Linked DNA regions of Zea mays: region 2 is linked to region 1. A link is a contact called in public Hi-C data. All regions are on one chromosome and are shown on one strand. The core of a region is the stretch at or near the end of the contact, and the rest is flanking DNA. Distances in the headings are between cores, read along the strand shown.

Evidence for each region. A called contact is a pair of places that touch in the nucleus more often than the background predicts.
Region 2: a Hi-C map of tassel shows a contact between it and region 1, with 5 times the contacts expected there. The contact joins the promoter of LOC100282003 here to the promoter of LOC103627688 in region 1. A contact is called at or near these places in 5 of 25 Hi-C or Micro-C datasets (ear, leaf, root tip and 1 more).

The regions. Positions count from the first base shown.
Region 1 is chr5:212,812,686-212,815,344 of Zm-B73-REFERENCE-NAM-5.0, reverse strand. LOC103627688 (aluminum-activated malate transporter 9) reads right to left here and starts at 1,310. Exons shown (of 6, transcript XM_008647981.3): 1 at 579-1,310; 2 at 93-230; 3 at 1-6. The coding sequence starts at 981. It overlaps LOC100276488 (Fcf2 pre-rRNA processing protein), which reads left to right and starts at 1,520. Exons shown (of 5, transcript NM_001150262.1): 1 at 1,520-1,950; 2 at 2,045-2,105; 3 at 2,493-2,567. The coding sequence starts at 1,718.
Region 2 is chr5:212,984,319-212,986,977 of Zm-B73-REFERENCE-NAM-5.0, reverse strand. LOC100282003 reads left to right here and starts at 1,292. Exons shown (of 2, transcript NM_001154917.2): 1 at 1,292-1,557; 2 at 1,692-2,359. The coding sequence starts at 1,353. The coding sequence ends at 1,894. It also overlaps the pseudogene LOC100193351.

The DNA.
Region 1 (2,659 bases), core at 61-2,560:
AGAACGCTGGTAATCAGAGAATATTTTTATATACGTCCAAATATCATAATATCATTATACACTTAGTGATCTCAGCAATTTCCAGTACTCACCAACTACAAAAGTGCTTATGATGAGGACCAACATGTCATATTTTCCCATTTGTGCCGCTAGCTCAGCGACCAATAGAGCAAGGCCCCCTGCAATAAGAGTACCCAATCCCCTGTTGAACCCTTTGCTCAAAGTTGCACCTGTTTAACATTAAAAAACCGAGTTAGAGATTGAATATGTAAAAATAAACAAGTAAAACATGTTTTCATTTATGTGAGGTTGTTCAGACTCATGGAATATGGTAATGACTAATGAGTATGTCCTAGTAGCATATAACTCTATCAAACATAGCTGCAAAGGTTAGCAAACATTGTGACCTGACCATATATCTTCCTAGAGGGATTTTTTAAAATGATCTTCATAGAGGGAATTTGACATGGTTCAGTCATGCACCGAGATTTCGAATCGACGGCGACGGCGACGACTAACGGTTTCGGGAAAGAGAGAGGAAACGTCGGCGATCGCGAAGCAAGGGTGCAGCAACGTACCGATGCTGAACTCGAACACGACGACGACGGTGAGTATGGCCCATACAGAATGGCTGGCGATATCGCTGGGCTCGCGGAGGAAGACGAGCAGCGTGATGAGCGCGAGCGCCACGGCAACCTTCGCCGCGAACACGGGCTTCCGCGGGTCCTTGCGCGCGAACTCCCACATCTCGACGACCAGCGAGCGCACCGCCCTGGCCGCCCGCCGCAGGCGCCCCACGACGCCCCTCGCGGAACCGTCACCCACCCCCCACGCCGCTTGCTCCCCGGCGCCACCGTCACCGTCGGCGACGCTCCAGTCGAGCCCTAGCAGCGGCTCCTGCGCCCCGCGCTGATCCGGCGTCGATCGCAGAGTCCCCAGATGTGGCGGCAGCGGCGGCAGGCCCGCCGGCAGCGCCCCCATTGCCTCGACAAGAGATCGCGCGGCCGCGGCGCAGGGCGGGGCGTGCCTTATTTTCTCTCCGGCCCCGCTACAACGTACGCGGCGGGCGCGGTTAGGTCCGCAGTCCGCTACGATACAGGATGCGCGCGCATCGATCGGAGGAGAGTTGGGGTGCTCGGGAGCTCCTGTTTTATCGGAGTTTGGTTTCGTCTCAGGTGGTTCAGGGTCCGGATTCGTTTCCGAATGGTACACAGCAGCGAGCAGCCGAGCACCAGCGATGGCGAGGCGCGGCCTAAACCGAGTCTTGCGCCCCTCCACACGGGACGACGTGACACAGAGGCTGCTGTCTTTGTGCTCTGAGCTCTGAATTTACTGAACTCTGATGAAACCAAGCCGTGGCCGTGGCCGTGGCCGTGGTCGTCCGTCGTCGACTCGCCGTGTGACTCACGAGGCCACGACGGCATCGCGCACGGAACTCGGGATCACATAATACGGCCCGTAGAATTTTCTTGGCCCGCGGAAACCATTGAATTGATGGCCCAGAACGCACGAGCCTGCTAAACCTCCTGCCCTAGTCTCCTCTCTGTCTCACAGCACAGCCCCTGCTTTCCCCCCACCGTCCCACGGCCGCCACGCCGCCACGCTTCTTCTTCCCTTTCCCGTCCAACCTCCAACCCTGCCGGCTGCCGCGGCGGCGGATTAACACAATACCTTGGCGAGAGACGTAATAGTTTCTGAACTCACCGCGCTACGCCCGATGTCGGAGACGGCGGCGCCGATCGGCCTGTCATGGGCTCCCAAGCTTCCTTCCTTTGCAACGACCAGCGGCGGCAGCAAGATCGACCACGCGCCGGATCCGAGCACCGCGCAGGGCTCGCTCTGGAAGCGCACGAGCGAGCTCGTGGACGGGCTGTTCGTGCCCCCGAGGGACCCTAGGCAGCTGAATAAGCTGGCTAGGAAGAACGTCAAGGACACCGCCGGCAAGGGCTGGTCAGTTTTTTTTTTCCGGAATTTACCCTTGTTTTCATGATTGATTGCGACCGCATGGTAGGCCTCATGTGCGCTTTGCTGCTGCATTTCTCAGGTTCGACATGCCCGCGCCGACCATCACTCCCGAGTTGAAGAAGGATCTCGAGATTTTGCAGGTGTGGTGTTACTCCTATTCAGTTACCTTACTAGCTGTAGGATGCCATAATAGCCTGTAAAACGGATTAACGGACAATATGCTGTCAAGAAATTCGGGACCAACGTATGATAAAGCAAGCAAAACATACCTGTGCAGCTGCCCTTGGATCAGTGTGTAGGAGACTAGTAGGGCGAACATGGAGAGCAGTTTACTGCAACCATCTGACAGTGTAACCATCTGATCGAAGCTCTTTTACTTTTGCAAGAAAGAACTGGAATTGTTTTACTTGAGATTCAAGCAGTGTTAGATGTGCCTATCTCAACTCAATTGGTATTCTGTGTTTAGTGATCCTGGTTTATCCTTTGGGATGCTTATGTGATAGTATGGTTGCCATCTGTTTTTGCAGCTGAGGCATGTAATTGACCCAAAAAGGCACTTCAAGCGGGCAGGAAAGTCCAAGGCCCTTCCCAAGTACTTCCAAGTAAGTAGAGTAATCACCATAATGCAGATTTATTCAGCATTTTTTATCAATCCTTATATGTGGAAATCTTTATCTAGCTCTTCTGTAGCTGA
Region 2 (2,659 bases), core at 43-2,542, 170 kb before region 1:
CGGCTACGGCTAGTATGGTGTAAATCAAAGACTTGACTTAGCTATCTCCAATAGCTGCACTATCTTATCATCTATCTCATCATCTATTTTAAAGTTTATTTTGCAAATAGTGTTATCTACAGTGTAAATTTTCTATGTACACGGTGTGCCGTGGACATCCTTAGGGCTGTAAATATGTTACTAGAGCCATCATGGATCTCTGATCCGTCGACAGTTTGACACGAAGGTTGCCATGCAGGCAGCAGCAACAATAATAATCCTTCGCGTCCACGGCAAGTTTACTCAAAAGGTGGATTTTGCAGCAACGCAATGAGGACTTGGCTGCCATTTTAGGTCCCTGATGATAAAGCTTGCATCTGGACTATAGAGAACCTTTTTGCACGATTCAATATTCATATCCACATGCTAGTAGCTGGCATTGCTAGATTCAGATCGCAGGACCCACTTTCGCTGAGACGAGACCAACTGAACTGTTTGTAACCGGAAGCTAAAGATAACTGGATTTTGCTTTCGGTTTCAGGCATTCAGCTAATCCTCGCAACTCGGCGGCGGATGCAGGCTCTAGCTGATCAGCCCGTTCGGGCCATATGCGTTGGGAGATGCGCCTGCGAGCACATTAGAAGTTGGGTTGAGGAATCACTCTATTTAACATTCTATTAACATGAGGTGTTGTATCATAAATGTATTCCTTAAAATTTAATAGGATGATTCTATTTCTCGTAACTAACTGACTAACTATGAGGAATTAGATGGTAATAAATTAACTTATATTATTTCACAAATCAAATAAAAAAAGATGATTGAACTAGCTTATTCGTAAAATCAAATACCCTGTTAGAGGTGTTTGGTTTAAATAGTCACTGAGTTCAAAATGAGATAGTGCATAATAAGTTCATCCTTAAATTTGATGGTACCAACTAACTACCTACGAGTAATAAGGTGGTGATGAATCAACTCTTTTCGCTCCACAAACCAAACAAAAAAGTGAGTGAGAAGATGACTCATTCCTCGAACCAAACACCATGTTACTTTCCGGAGTGCTCTACGACCACATCTCAATTTTTTTTTTGTTTCGTCCCTACGCTCGATCGCTCGCGCCCACCGACTAGCCAGGTTTAATTAGCGCGGCTGGCTGTGCTGCCTGTGCATGCATCACCAGCACACCGCGCCACTACCGGAGCGCCGGTTCACGCACCCACACTACTCTCGCCTCGTCTGCACGACTGCACCCGCCTTGGCCAAGGCGGAACGCGCTATAAAAAGCAGCGCCGCCGCGCGAGCTCTTGCTACTGTGTGGTGCAAGTGCAACCAATCTGATCACCCAGTCGTCCCTTCCAATACCCGGTGCGGTGATGATGATGGCTCGGGGAAGAGGTGGTGCGATCGGCGGCGGCGGCGTCATCGCGTTGGTGCTCCTGGTCGGCCTCTTCGTGGCGACGAGTGCCCCGCCGGTCGCCGAGGCGGCGGCGTCGTACATGGTCGGCGACTACGGCGGGTGGAAGTTCAACGTCGACAGGTGGGCCAAGGGGAGGACCTTCCGCGCCGGCGACGTGCTCGGTACGTAGTACATATATATATCGACAAGCTGTTGTTCCTCCGCGCGTATATTCTCTGCCTGTGCCCCTCCCTTACGCGTGCGGCGTGCCGTGACGATCGGCGGGCGGCGGCATGCCGGCATTGTGCGCGCGCAGTGTTCAGCTACAACCGTGCGGTGCACGACGTGGCGGTGGTGAACGCGGCGGCGTACCGGAGCTGCGCGGTGCCCAACAAGGGCGCGAGGGTGCTGCGGAGCGGGCGCGACAAGGTGAGGCTCGGCAGAGGCACGCACTACTTCGCCTGCACCGTGCGGGGACACTGCCAAGCCGGCATGAAGCTCGCCGTCAGGGCCGTGTAGTAGTCCCGCCTGGCAACGGCGGCCACGCCCAACTTCCAGAGTCCAGATCCATCGATCCATGCCTCAGGTCGGCTGCGTGTGGGATCCTGAAAAATCTAGACCTCCTAGCTATTTTGCGTTGCTTAGTTAATCTAATGGCGAGCTATCTTGTCGTGTGTTCTGTGTACGTTTATGGCCCTTTTGTTGATGTTCTTGGGTTATGCTATGCACGAGTAGTACACATGTCCAAATGGGCTGGTCTGACAGTGGGCCTGTCATCCGGCACAGTCGTGACCCGGCATAAGCATGGCCTGACCCGACTAAAACGGTACTCGGATTGGCCTGCCCGATAGCTGTGCCGGGCTTGGGCCGGCCGTCTAGCCCACGATGCAGGCATGAATCTGGTCCGGTTAAAGGGTAGGCACGATAACGGCTCGATTGAGGAACTGATTTTATAACAACCAGTATATTTTTATCTACAATACTCATGATTCTGTTATTATGTGATGTTATTATGTGAGAGCATTCAGAATTGTGATATATGTTTATATATATATATATATATATATATATATATGAAATTATTTGTCTAATTATGTATCTAAAATTATAAATATAACTAGGTATGTGCCCGTGCGTTGCAACGGCACACAAAATATTCAAATTAAACACATGTGAAACTATTTTGGTACTTTTCTCACAAAGACAGAAATACCTAAAGTTGTGTAATCTGAGATGACAAGTAACATGACCCGTAAGAAAAGTTGAACAGAAATATGCCCCCTC